Regions from separate parts of the Canis lupus genome. Here region 1 is linked to region 2. A link is a contact called in public Hi-C data. All regions are on one chromosome and are shown on one strand. Each heading gives the region's core, a stretch centred on a gene start, on an enhancer-like site or on the middle of the called end of the contact. The rest is flanking DNA. Distances are from core to core; before and after follow the strand shown.

Region 1 (6,730 bases), core at 2,990-5,489, 600 kb after region 2:
AGACACACACACGCGCACACACACACACACACACCATACACACACTCCCATGATCAGACTGGAAACTTATTAAGCAAGGACTTACTCATCTCTGCATTCCCCACTATATCTAACACTGTGCCTTGCAACTAACGGGCTGAAAAAAGGCTGCAGCACTGAGCTCTTACGTATGGGCGTCTAAATTTGCCTACTACCTAAAATACACCAGGCATCAGGTGCTCCTCTTAATTATACATGCATAAAAGCTCAGAACTAGATTAATTACTCACGTATTTGTCACAACACCACAAAGCTCGAGGAACCATCAGCAAGAGCTGAGCTAACATGGATGTGAATAAGTAGAAAACAGTTTGCTCAAAACCTCAAAGCAATCCTACAAGTAGTGTATTCCAAACTCTAAAACAAAAGGAAATAAAATAAACTTACATCAAATGGCTAAGAATTTGTTTTGACAAACGAAAAATGAGGATGCTCTAGGTCAATACAGAAAATCATTCTGCACCTTCCAATGTGAGCACCCAGGAAGTCCTGCCCCTTTACCCACCTATAACCAATGCCATCATACCAACACCACTAGACGGTGCAATAGGGTTCATCGAAAAAATACACAAGAACACATAATCTAGCTTGAAATAATGATCTCACGTCTCAAATTCAGATCAAGTGTCAGTGTGTGAACATCACAGAATTTCAGTGAAGTGGCTGTATTAGGGCAGAATTTCCAAATAAAGTCAATTTTACATGACCCTTTATGCATTCCTCAATCTGAGGATTTATTTATTTTTTTAAAGATTGTATTTATTTATTCATGAGAATGTACAGTGAGGAGAAAAGAGAGAGGCAGAGACAGGCAGAGACAGAAGCAGGCTTCATGCAGGGAGCCTGACGAGGGACTCGATCCAGAGTCTCCAGGATCACATCCTGGGCTGCAGGCGGCGCTAAACCGCTGAGCCACCAGGGCTGCCCAATCTGAGGATTTAAAACCAAGCCTAGGGATCCCTGGGTGGCGCAGCGGTTTGGCGCCTGCCTTTGGCCCAGGGCGCGATCCTGGAGACCCTGGATCGAATCCCACATCGGGCTCTCGGTGCATGGAGCCTGCTTCTCCCTCTGCCTATGTCTCTGCCTCTCCCTCTTTCTCTCTCTGTGACTATCATAAATAAATTTAAAAAAATTAAAAAAAAATAAAATAAAATAAAAATAAAACCAAGCCTATTCAATTACAAAGCTGAGGATCTGCCTCCCTGAAAGGAAAAGGTGACACGGAGGAGGAGGAAACAACCCCTTAGGAGTCCTCAGCCTCTTGAGAGTTCTGGAAAGGAGCTGGCTTGCAGTCCAAACCATAGGATTCTGCTAGTGTGTGTGTGTGGGGGGGGGGGGGGGGGGGTAGTGCTCACACGTGTGTTCACTGCCTTCAGGTGCTCACTCCATGCAATCCGTTCACAGCACTTCTTCCCTTCTTGCATTTCCAATAAAGCAACCGTACAAAAATAGGAGGAAAACATAAGTGGATTCCCATACAACTGGCCTCAAATCCTGTTTCTCTTTCATACAGAGCTCATCCTCGATGGTGAGAACAAGATTCTCGATGTTTACGATTTTATAGTTTTGACATTTTATTTATTATTTTTAGAAGATTTTTTTTTTTAATTTACTCATGTGAGACACAGAGAGGGAGGCAGAGACAGGCAGAGGGAGAAGAGGGCTCCCTGCAGGAAGCCCGATGCAGGACTCGATCCCAGGACCCCAGAATCATGCCCTGAGCTACAGGCAGATGCTCACCCACTGAGTCACCCAGGCGTCCTAGTTTTAATGTTTTAAATGTGACTTAAATTTATTCTTGGGCCTGAGTATGCTAATTATTATTCAATTGTTCAGAGCCACCAGAGTATGTAAGTAATGAATGAATATGCCATTCTGCACCTACAGAAGACAGTTCTTAAAGTCAGGAAATGTACGATTGCTGTCTAGAAATGGAAAACCTTTTTATGACGTAGACTGCATTAAATGAAATACCTAATGAAGGCTTATTCTCATTACTTCTGGATAAACTGCCTGGAAATCAAAATTTTTTATCTGTGAGAATCAAAAACAAACAGAATCTCTGCAGCATTCCACTTAGCAGAAACCATCAGCCCAATTTTCCTTTATACACCTGTTTGTAAATGGGAGGGAGCAAAGCATTATCGGCCCCATTTTCCAGGCCTTGCAAACAGACCCTGTGTTCTCATGATCAGATAAAGAAGAAATAGCCTTTGGTAGAAAGAAACAGAGCCGGAATTTTATGACTAAATAGACACTCAAGAGTAAAAAGAGGCATTTGATTTCCTTGCCTCACTGTCATCCAACATAATCTTCCCCAAATCCAGAGCAGAAATCCGTAATAATTAAATTAAAAAAAAAAAAAAGTCTTGACCTTTCCTGTTACCCAGGAAAAGGATTATTTGTCTGCAGTTAACTTAGTAGAGCCAACGTTCATGCCTGCTGCTCAGTGTTGATTTCTTAACAAGGAACGCAGCCTAGTTACTACTTCATTACCTCTAGTTTTTCTGGTGCCGTTAGCAGGACAGAAGCCACCAAGGATCCCGCAGAAGCCCCTGCAAAGGCCTTGACATCCTTCAGGAGCTTTTTTCCATGTCTACAAAGTGCGGATGCTGCCCCCAAGTGGTAAATGCCCAGAAACCCGCAGGCCGCAAACGACAAGTTGATGTGCTTCATTCTAGCTGCGAAATTGAGGACACACAAAAAAACAAAAATCCTGTAAGTTGGTATAGTTCTTTACACACTGGTGTGTTGTCCCATGTCTCATCGTTCCAACACGGTTTTAACGTATAATTCTCTGTGCTGAACACAATATTGTCAATAAAAGTCTCATTAAGTACCCAAATTTTTCACGAAAACTTTTCTCCCCTCTCCCCTTGGCCCCATATAGTTTTATTACTTGTGAAAAGTCCCAACATTTCATATGTATTTATCTCATAGATTATGCTATCTACAATCTGATGTGCCCCGGGTAGAAGCAGATCAGTAAATTACAATTGCCTTTTTTCCTGACCTTTTTAACCTTTTTTTTTGGGGGGGGGGTACTATTGTGGAAGGTGAAATGGCTAGGCACTAGCACATTGCACAGAAAGGACACACGTGGTCTCCTTTGCAAGTGCATCACCGCATTTCAAGAGCAGTCCCTGCTCGCTTGCCCCACACTTGCACTGCAAGCATCCACATATATGGATATAATATATACATATTTAATTCCAAAAAACAAAAACAAGGATGCCCACGATTCTTGCATAATGCAACGAGCCATCATTCAACAGTGAAATATAGATTTCATTGCCTAGTTTCTCAAGATACATTAAGGCCGTGAGTGGCAAGGGCAATTGAAGGCCGCAAGGGCCGTCAGGCACAGTCCCGGATGACTTGTGAGCGATTTCAGGACAGAAGCGCGTTTCCGAAGCCTCAGTGGGCTGCATGTCACCAGGTGGTGGGTACCGTGAGGCCACAAAGCTGCACACCTGGAGATCCTCGGGTCTCCTCCCTGCCTCCTCCGGAGCCTCCAGGGGAGGCACACGGCCCGGCCCGGGCCTCGAGTTTAGGGGCCGAAGGCCTCCGCTGTGTGCAGGGAGGAGCCCCGGCCGCGGCACGCCTCCTTTCTGCAGCCGGGGTGGGGGTGGGGGTGGGGGTGGGGGTGGGGGTGGGGGTGGGGTGGTGCGGCGGAGCTCGGTGCAGGAAGCAGCCCCAGCCCCCGGCGCTGGGGGCTTGCTCCGACCCGCCCACTCGGGGGGAGCCACCAGAGCCCGCCCCGCGCCCGCCCCGCGCCCCGCCTACCAAGGCAGGCTCCAGGCACTTCCATGCTGAACCCCCTTCAGCGGAGCCGTCACTCAACAAGGCCCCGCCCCCCAGGGCCGGCCCGCGCTGGTCGACTGGAAGGTCTCGCGGGAGGGGTCCGGGCGGGCCTACCCGCGCAGGCTGCGACGTCACCATGCGACGCAGGCATCCCTGGGCCCCGCCCACCGCATTTAAACCCCCTGGACTCAACATGGCGGCGGCGCACCCTCGGACGCCTGACCCCGGCGTCCCCGGGCGCGGGTAAGGGGCAACCCTTTCGTGTCCAGGGCTGCTGTCCTCCATACGCAGCGATGCGTGTCCGTCCGCCTGCGTGCGCGTCGTAGCGCCACCTGGGGGCTGGCCCCTCCCCGGCGAGGTCGGTGACCCTGAACGACCCTCCTGCGCCGCGCGCGCCCCGGAAGCGCTGGCGTGTCTCCCGGAAGTGGTTTTTCTTCCTCTCCCCACCGTCGGGGCGGTGCCGCTGGCGGGGAAGGCGGGGTCCACGTGCCGGCTTGTGGAGAGCGGACTTCCTAGCGCTTTCCGCGTCTGGCGGTGCCTTCCCCGTTCCTGAGTAGCCTTTTTAACGGAAGCGTAATCGGAGAGGCCGGGCCGCGGCTGTGGGCAGCGGCCACATCGTCAGGCGCCTCGGGCTGCTGACCCAGCGCGGCTTGCCTTACCTGTCTGAGCTTCTCAGGTGATTTTCTGTGTGAAACGGGATGGTGGTAAAGACGCCCGTGCCACACGGCGGGCCTGCAGCACTCGGCCTGTGGCTTCCTTTGGTGGCGGCCGTGGGCGTGTAGAGTCAGTGAGAGATGGTGGTGGCTTTGGGTGGTGGCCGTGCGGCCGACGTCCCCTGTGGGGCCTCCTTCCCTGTGTAGGCCCCGTAAGCCAGCCTGCAGCAGTCGCAGAGCCCCCGGGGAAGGTCCCCCAGGTCCCCCTGCGTGAGGACGCTCTGAGCAGTGTGCGCGTCCTGCCCTGGGGCGCGGGGCGGGGTCGCCTCATGGCCTGTGCGTCCCTGATCGCGAGGCCGTGGCCTGGGCTCTGCAGCGCGACCCCGCCTGAGGGCCTGAGCGAGGGCCCCGGATGTGGTGACTGGGGACCACATGGCGCCTCACGGTCGCAAACAGCCTCCTGACACCCTTGCGCCTCAGGACCCGCCGGGGCCTAAGCAAGGTGGCGTCTTGCTGCCGATAGGACTGGCGTGACGGGGGGCTGCAGTGCACGTGGTGCAGCTGCGGGAGGGCGGGAGGGCGAGAGGGCAGCGCCCTCCGCGGAAGCCTGCTGGGAAGCAGGAGGCCGAGGCCGCGCCGCAGAGCCCCTGGTGCGCGGTGCGCGGTGCTGACATGCGCACTAGGGTTTGGGAGGCCCTGCTCGAGCTGCCGCTCCTGCCGCTGCTGGCGTAAAGCGATCTGCTGACCTTCAAACTTCAAGGACAGGCCGAGTCCACGCGGCCAGGAGCGGGGGCGGCCGTGTCCTGCCTTCGGGCCCTGCCGGCGGGTGGATCCAGCAGATGGGAACATTGCCCCCTGCGCAGCGTGCATGCGCACCAGGACTGCGGGAGCCCCCGCTTGAAGGGAAGACGACGGCACCCACCGTGGGCACAACTGCGGGTGAGTGAGCTGCTACTGCCTTAAAGTGTCGTGCCACGTGACTTCAGAAAACTCCGAAACTCCGTTCTTACCGTTTTAAACGCTCTTTTAAAACGTGGTCTCTCCGTTTCGCCCTTATCATGCTCACATGCTGCTAACGGAAACGTTCACCTCCCTAAAGTAACAAAGAATATCAGAGTCAGGGGCGCCTGCCTGCACGGCTCAGGGGTTGAGCATCTGCCTTCGGCTTGGGTCGTGATCCTGGGATCCACCTGTGCATTGGGCTCCCCGCAGGGAGCCTGCTTCTCCTCCTGCTCCGGTCTCTGCCTCTCTCTGTGTGTCTCTTGTGAATAAATAAATAAAATATAAACATATATATATGAGATTCATTCGTATTTGTTTTTGTAATTTAGGGGCCAGCGGTAACATCATCAATAAATATGTTTTGGCTGTTGGATTTCAGTAAATTACTCTTGTGAATATACAGTAATTTAATTGACCTTGAAGAACTTTTTTTTAATAATAATTCATTTGCTTGTGTTTGCTTCTCTGTCTTCCTTAGTAATTTAGTCTTGAACTGCTTTATTTAGCCATTTATCCAACATTCATGAAGCATTCATTGTATAACAGTCTCCTGGTACAGGGCTTACAAAGTTGAAAAGAATTCAGTTCTTCCTCATGAGGGATGCAGACTGGAGTGGGCAAGGAGACTGAAGATGCATCATTACCGAGACCTGATCATGTGCTGTTCCTGAGCCGCACAGATGCTCTGGAGGTGAGCACTGAGCTGGGGAGTAGCTCACAGAGACGCCTACAGTCGCACCTGGCACGAAAACACACTGTTTAAACCTGACTCTCCTCTCCTTGTGCCAAGCTTCCTCCCACGACGTTTTACCGTGTATTCCATAAAGAGGGAGACAGGTACAGAATATGGGGCTACTTGCCACATCCTGACCCCAAGAATAGGACCTTCTCTCAGTATTTCTGAGTCTGAGTCTGATCTCTTCCAGTTCGCTGCGCATGTACTTTAATGTTATTTCCCAATTTTGGCTTCCTTTATGCACGTGAACACCTCTGCGGGGCATGCTAACATTGCCCCTGCAACACACTTGTCCTCTTTCCTTTCTCATGACTCCTCACCCCTGTCACCTCCTCCTGGAATCTCGGGTACTGGTCCTGATTTCAGGGGAAAGTGGCCACGGTGTTACAAACACAGAACAGTGCCCCTTTAACGGAGGTATCAGCTAATAACCGCCCTGTTGGCATGCCTTTCATGCCTACTTGAAGCATTCTCTTGTTTTGAGAACACCACCAAT
Region 2 (7,432 bases), core at 3,700-6,199:
ACCACAAAGCTCCTGCCCCTCCAGGAGCTTACAGGGTGTCCTAGGCCCCAGGCAAACAGGCACCTCCCAGCAGTCTCGGGTGCTATTATCTGGCAGATGCGAAACTGAGGGAGCACAAAGAAGACCAACGTAGGTCATCTATTCTACTACATAGAGGACAGAGGGTAAATTATAATTAACAGTTGCAAATATTCTTCTTGTGTCCTCACGCGATCCCTCTCTTGTTATTTTCTGATTTTTAAGAATTTAAAAATAAGCTTATTTTCCTTTGGTAATTTTTATGGATGTTAAAAAATTGGACGCCTAGAATATACATTTTACGTGCACTGCATTTTACATATTCCGGTGGTCTCCGTATTCTTAACGTCCACCGTCCACTGGGCCCCGTTATCGATAACAGACATACGGGTTTCTTCCTAAAGCCCTGCATTGGACTGTCCAGTACGACAGGCATTCATTCGCCCAACGAGGCTACTGAACACTTGAAATGTGGCTGGCTCGAGCTGAGACCTGCTTGTATGCATAAAATACCCACGGATTTCAGGGACTAGGCCTCAAAAATGAAGGTCATAGATCTTGGAGAGTTTTACATTGATGTAAGGAAAGACGTATTTTATTTATTTATTTATTTATTTATTTATTTATTTATTTATTTATTTATTTATTTTTTGGAAAGACGCATTTTAGATGTGTCAGGATAGGGAAAAAAGTTTGTTTCATCTGTACCTTTTTGCTTTTACAGTGGAGCTGTGCAACATTTTTTATGCAGTCCCATCTCTATTAGCCAGCATGGCTCCGCACAGCAGACTTCTTGTGTCTTAAAGAGAATGGGCCCACCCCTTGTGCCCCTAATTTCAGTTATTTTGCAAACTAGATAATCTTCCCTATCCAGAAGCCGAGACTCTGTGGAATCGCTGTCATCTTCTACCTTCGAAAATATCTTGTCCTGGTTCACAAACAATCCCAGTCCCCTTTTCTCTTTCTCTAAATGGCATCTGGGAGCCAAAATCATAACCTGATCGTAGCTGATCGTTACCCCACCAACAAAACAGAATCCGAGAGCGTCTTTCCTATTTGGAAGGACGGCAGCCTCATACATTTCAAACTGGAAATGTACTGGAAAGTGCTCTGGCGTCATCAATGTTTCTGCAGAAATCTCCATTTACTTCCTCATTCCCGTCTGCTTAAACAAGCTTCTCCTGAATAGAAGCCTTCCCCCATGAAACTAATAGTTTTCGATTTTCACTGCCCTGAGAACACCAGTCCTGGGGGTGACGCTGACAAATGGAACTTCCAGAATTCACAATTCTCAAACTCCAACCTACTGCAAGAGGACTCATTATGAATGCATGGTGGAGTGTTCTGCACACAGCAGATACAGGGAATGAAGTCAGGTGCTGCAGAGCTACAGGAGGGTAGCAGCAGGAGAGACCGACTGAGATAAAGCAGCATGTTTTGGAAAGAAAACGGTGTTTTCTACAAGACATCCTGTGAAAGAATGGGATAAGTGCACTTCCGAGAAAGTTCTGCAAAGCCTTACTACCTCGGAGAAGCGTTAAAGCAGAAAGGAGAAAAGAGGGCAGAAAATAAGGAGGATATCTTCCCAAATGGCACGAACTCTTGGTTCTCTGACCATTTCACAGGATTGGGTAACAGCGCCAGGGGCTAAACTATTAATCTGGCCTTAGCTAGTGAGTAGAGCCCCCAGCGAGTAACTGCCCCTGCTGGAACCAGGTCACGTACGCCACATTCAGGCTTCAGGGAACAGCTGTGTCTGAATCTGGGTCTCAGAACTAAGAGTCCAGCTCATTTGGAAGTTTAATACATTTAATTTTAATGAGACTTCGGAGTTTGCATCCATATTCATGAGACACCCACTACAAGTTCTTTGGACCCTTCCCGAGAGGGGAAGGAGTTTCTTTGACAATTAACTTCCTGACCACCTGAGCAGGAACATTCATGTCTACAAACCAGCCTTATCCATCCCAAGAGGTTTCTGAAATTGAGTCCATTCAGATTTAGTACCTGCATACACTGTTTCTTGCAATTAGTGACCTCTACAGAGATTTAATTTTGTTTTTCTCTTCCTTAGGGATTCACCTGTTTCTATCTCTGGGTTTATAAAGTGACTGGGACGCCCAGGTGGCTCCGTGGGTGCGAGTCACTGCATGCAGCTCCCCGCAGGGAACCTGCTTCTCCGTTTGCCTGTGTCTGTCTCTCTTGGTCTGTCATGAACATATAAATAAAATCTTAAAAAAAAAGTGTTATTACTAGCAAACCACCTAGCAGGGGGCAAGGTCACCCTGGAAAGATGAACAGGTCATCTATATTTAGGATCCAATCGATGTGCAGTCACTCTTCAGCTCTGTTCCTGAGCTGTGCGACCTTGGGCAGGTGACTTAACATCTCTGAGCTGCAGCACTGTGTGTTCTCATTGGAATGCAAATACTTCCTCATCCTCTGCAGGGTTTTAAGGCAGTAGAGGCATAAAAGTCTCCAGCGGGTCAGGAGCGTCTGCAAAAAACACAGGCGTTTTCAGAGTTCTACAAGGCCTTCCGGAGGCTCTGAGGGTCGGAACCCTGTAAGAGGATGAAGCCATGAAGCTCGGTGCGCAGGGTCTGGGCAGCGCTCCGGTCCGTTCCGTGTTGATTCGTGCACTGAGTGTCATTCTGCTTCTTCAACAATTCTTGGCTGTGACCCTGCACAGGGGCGGTGCAGGGAGCAGCAGTGCGAGGACCCAGAGTCCCTCGGGTCCGTGGCAGGCGCAACCTGCTTCCCCAACTCTCCTGCACTTGGGTCAACTGTGTGGCCTAAGGCGGGGCCGGCAGGGGTGCAGCCCTGCAGTCTGCATCCACTCAGCCCCTTCCTGTGCAGAAGCAGCCCCAGCCTCAGGTCCCCACTCTCCTGCACTTGGGTCAAGAGTGCGGCCTGAGCCGGGGCGGGGACGGGTGCGGCCCCGCAATGTGTATCCGGCCCCGCAATGTGTATCCGGCAAGTCCCTTCCTGTGCAGGGGCAGCCCTAGCCTCAAAGTCCCAAGTTTCAGGTCCCAAGTCTCCAGCACCTGGGTCAAGACCGCGGCCTGAGCCTGGGCGGGGACGGGTGCGGCCCCGCAATGTGCATCCGCCGTGTCCCTCCCTGTGCAGGGGCAGCCTGAGCCTCAGGTCCCAACTCTCCGTGCACTTGGGTCAAGCGTGCGGCCTGAGCCGGGGCGCTGGAGGGGCGGGAAGGGGTGCGCCCCCCACCCCCGCCCCCCGCAGTGTGCATCCGCCCAGCCCGTCCCTCTGCAGGAGCAGCTGGAGCCTCAGGTCCCCAACCCTCCTGCACTTGGGTGAAGAGTGCAGCCTGAGCCTGAGCGGGGGTGTGGAGGGGTGCGGCCTCCGCAATGTGCATCCGCAAGCCCCTCTCTCCGCAGGGGCAGCCCCAGCCTCAGGTCCCAACCTTACTGCACTTGGGTCACGAGCGCAGCCTGAGCCAGGGCGCTGGAGGGGGCGGGGAGGGGTGAGGCCCCGCAATCTGCATCCACCCAGCCCCTTCCTGTGCAGGGGCAGCCGCAGCCTCAGGTCCCAACCGTCCTGCACTTGGGTCAAGAGTGCGCCCTGAGCCGGGGCGCTGGGGGAGCGGGGAGGGGTGCGGCCCCGCAATGTGCATCCGCTCAGCCCCTTCCTGTGCAGGGGCAGCCCCAGCCTCAGGTCCCCACTGTCCTGCAGTTGGGTCAAGAGTGCGGCCTGAGCCGGGGCGCTGGAGGGGCGGGGAGGGGTGCGGCCCCACAATGTGCATCGGCCCAGCCCCTTCCTGTGCAGGGGCAGCCCCAACCTCAGGTCCCAACCGTCCTGCACTTGGGTCAAGAGTGCGCCCTGAGCCGGGGCGCTGGGGGAGCGGGGAGGGGTGCGGCCCCGCAATGTGCATCCGCCCAGCCTCAGGTCCCAACCGTCCTGCACCTGGGTCAAGCGTGCGGCCGGAGCTGGGGCGCTGGGGGGGCGGGGAGGGGTGCGGCCCCGCAATGTGCATCCGCCCAGCCCCTTCCCGTGCAGGGGCAGCCCCAACCTCAGGTCCCAACCGTCCTGCACCTGGGTCAAGAGTGCGGCCTGAGCCGGGGTGGGGAAGGGTGCGGCCTGGCAATGTGCATCCGCCCAGCCCCTTCCCGTGCAGGCGCAGGGGTAGCCCCAGCCTCAGGTCCCAACCGTCCTGCACCTGGGTCAAGCGTGCGGCCCGAGCCGGGGCGCTGGGGGGCCGGGGAGGGGTGCGCACCCCCCGCCCCCCGCAGTGTGCATCCGCCCAGCCCCTCCCTGTGCAGGGGCAGCCCCAGCCTCAGGTCCCCACTGTCCTGCAGTTGGGTCAAGAGTGCGGCCTGAGCCGGGGCGCTGGAGGGGCGGGGAGGGGTGCGGCCCTGCAGGGTGCTTCCGCGAGCCCCTCCGTCCAAGCCCCTTCCTGTGCAGGGCCGCCGGAGCCTCGGATCCCAAGCCTCCGGCCCCGGGGTCAAGGCCCGTCCAGCCGCAGCCCCCCCCACCCCCGCCCGCAGCAGCGCCCCCGCCGGCGAGGTCACGACCCCGGCCCCCGCCGCGTAGGAGGCCGCGAGCAGGCTGCGTGCGCGGCGCGGCCAGGTGCGGGAAACTGAGTCCGCCGCGGCCCCCGAGCGCCGCCCCCGCCCCCCCCGCAGCCCGTCCCCACGCGCGGCGCGGCCGCCGGAAGTGCTGCCCCGGGCGGCGCCGACGCCAGCGCCCCGCGCGCCCCCGCCACTCGCCGCCGCCCGCGGGGGTCCCGGACGCCGCCCCGCCGCGCCGCGCCGCGCCGAGCCGAGCAGCGCGCCGTCCCCGGGCCGCGTGGCGCGCGGCGGCCGCAGGCTACGCACCGAGGAGGAGGCCGTCCATGTCGAACAGCAGGTGGGTGGCGGGCCGCGGCGGGGCCCCGGAGGCCGCCATGGCGCCGGCGGACGCGGGCGCGCGCACGCCGGGGACACGGCCGCGCGCTCGGGGGCTGCGCGCGCCGCCCGCGCCGCCTCTGCGCACGCGCGCCGCCCGCCGTGCACGCGCGCCCCGCGCCGACCCGCGGGGCCCGAGCCGCCTTGCGCACGCGCGCCGCGGGAGCGTCTCTCGAGAGCCGCGCGCTCCGCTCTGCGGGCGGGCTTGTCTCGCGCGGTCTCCGGTGCCGCCGCCGCCGCCGAGTGCGGATGCGGCCCCGCGCGGGCTCCCGTCTGCCCGCATGCACCGCGCTCCCCACGCACAGCGGACGTCCCGGTCCCGGCGGCGGCACATGCACAACTTGACCCTGGGGCGGGACGCACGGAGGAGGCCGAGCCTTTCTCCTCGGCCGGCCCGGTGCACCGGCTGCTTCCCACCGACGGGCCAAGGTGCTCAGGTCGGGAGCCCAGGGGCCGGGGCATGCGCCGGGCCGGGGCTGCCGTCCCGGGACCCTCGCTGCTTTCCCTTTCGGTTTCGCGGGCCCGCCGCCCCCGCGGAGCTGGCAGCGCGCATGCGCAGGGGGCCGCTCGGAGGGTCGGCGACCCGGGCTCCCGGGTCCCCGCGAGCATCCCGGGCTGCAGAGGCTCCACGCGCCTGGCCGCCTCATCTGCGTCCCTGCCGCCCAGCTTCCTTTCTTATTCAGCTCTCTTCTGCATGCACTCTGAATTTTGTTGTTCTTGGCTGCTCTCAAAAACTTTTTTTTTAGATTTTACGTATTTGAGACAGAGCATGAATGCAGGCGAGGAACAGAGGGACAACAAACTTGTCCCAGAGCAGGGAGCCTCCTGCAGGGCTGCATCCCAGCACCCTGACATCCTGAGCTCAGCAGAAGGCAGATGCTTCACCCACTGAGGCACCCGGGTGTGCCCAGAAACACCTTTTTTTGGTCTCCGTTTCTGTGTAGTGTGCGTCGATGTTGCATATGCATGTTTAAGCATAAGGATACAGCGACTTTAAAGAAGGTGATGTGAGAAAACTCCAGAAGCTTATTTCACGCCGTGGGGCTGTATTTCTGGCAAAATGCAAAAACCACAGTAGACGCAGCTTGGATGCTGCAAGGGCAGCAAAATAATAGGCGACGAACCCCTGTGCCTCGGTTTCCTTTTGTGTCAAATGTAAAGGAGACAGCGCAGGTCAAGCTCTTAGTCCTGGCACATAGTACGGCTTCAGGTAACTGATGTCTTTGGAGCTCTGGCTGTGACAAAATGCAATGATGATTTCTGTTTGAGGACCTCAGGGAAGGCAGTGTATCAGCCGATTAGTGAGGGGACTGTGACGCCAGGGTGCTCGGCTGCTGTGACACAGTTGCACAGACTCCGTGGCTTGCATCACAGATATGCTGGGTTTACAGTTCTGGAAGCCAGAAGTTGGAGAACAACAAGCTGTCAGGGTTAATGCTTCCCGAGGGCTGGGACGACGCGATCCTTCCAGGCCTGTCTCCTTGCTTGTACGTGGCCTTCTTACCTTAGCTCTTTATATTACCTTCTCTCTACGAGTCTATTTCTTTTAAGATTTTATTTATTCATGAGAGACACACAAACAGAGGCAGAGGACAAGCAGGCTCCATGCAGGGAGCACAATGCAGGACTCGATCCGGGAACCCCGGGGTCACGCCCTGAGCTGAAGGCAGATGCTCAACCGCTGAGCCCCCCCGGCGCCCCTCTGTGGGTCTATTTCTGCATCCAAGTTTCTTCTCTTTGTAGGACTCCAGTAAATCACCGACTGTAATGACCACGTTTTAATCTGATTCCCTGTGTGAAGACTCAATCTTTAAATCAAGTCACCTGAGCTACCTAGGAGTTAGCAGAGAGCACTATATATTGGGAGAGGGACACAATTGGGCGCATAGCAGATTTGTTCTAAGATGATTGGTGGGGTCCCTATAGCTGCCAGTGCACACCTGCTGCAGCCTATAGAATTCTCCTCCTCGGTTTCTCTACAGTGTCTGGAAACAGATGGGGATGTTTTTCCCCTTCCATTGTAACAACACTGCACTTGTCTTGATTCCTTAGATAAAAGGGCAGAAAGCCCCCAGGGCCAGGAGTAAGCATTCAGAACTGCGGGGGATAACCTAGATGTTATGGTTGATCTCCTTGTCCCGGGTTGTTGGCTCCTTAGAAGGAGTTTCAGGAGTTGTCTGGATTTCTGCAGATTGGGTGGAAAAATAAGCCAACACATAAACGCAGGTGAGGACCTAGGACGGAGACTTGTGGAGTGTGTCCCTTGCCCTGTTCCAGCCCCTGTGGCTCTGGGCATGGCTCTTGGCAGACAGTCCAGTTTGTTCACCTATAGGGAGCGAGGTGCCAGCTGGGAGTTTCCCCTTCACCTCCTCTGACCTGACAGTGCGATTGCAAAACAGATTCATTGGGGACTCTTGTGCACTTCTCTCTACAGACCTGAAAACATGGTCTCAGTAATTTTTTTTTAAGTTTTATTTATTTACTCATGAGAGACAGAGAGAGAGGGGCAGAGA

What was found. A called contact is a pair of places that touch in the nucleus more often than the background predicts.
Region 1: a Hi-C map of blood shows a contact between it and region 2, with 4 times the contacts expected there. The contact joins the promoter of PNPLA4 here to the promoter of PUDP in region 2. A contact is called at or near these places in 2 of 9 Hi-C or Micro-C datasets (amygdala and blood).

Annotation. Positions count from the first base shown.
Region 1 is chrX:4,887,666-4,894,395 of UU_Cfam_GSD_1.0, forward strand. PNPLA4 (patatin-like phospholipase domain-containing protein 4) reads right to left here and starts at 4,240. Exons shown (of 7, transcript XM_038586779.1): 1 at 3,826-4,240; 2 at 2,536-2,720. The coding sequence starts at 3,850. It overlaps LOC111094756 (a long non-coding RNA gene), which reads left to right and starts at 3,977. Exons shown (of 10, transcript XR_005386096.1): 1 at 3,977-4,519; 2 at 5,257-5,435; 3 at 6,045-6,189.
Region 2 is chrX:4,287,356-4,294,787 of UU_Cfam_GSD_1.0, forward strand. PUDP (pseudouridine-5'-phosphatase) reads right to left here and starts at 4,950. Exons shown (of 4, transcript XM_038586764.1): 1 at 4,851-4,950. The coding sequence starts at 4,920.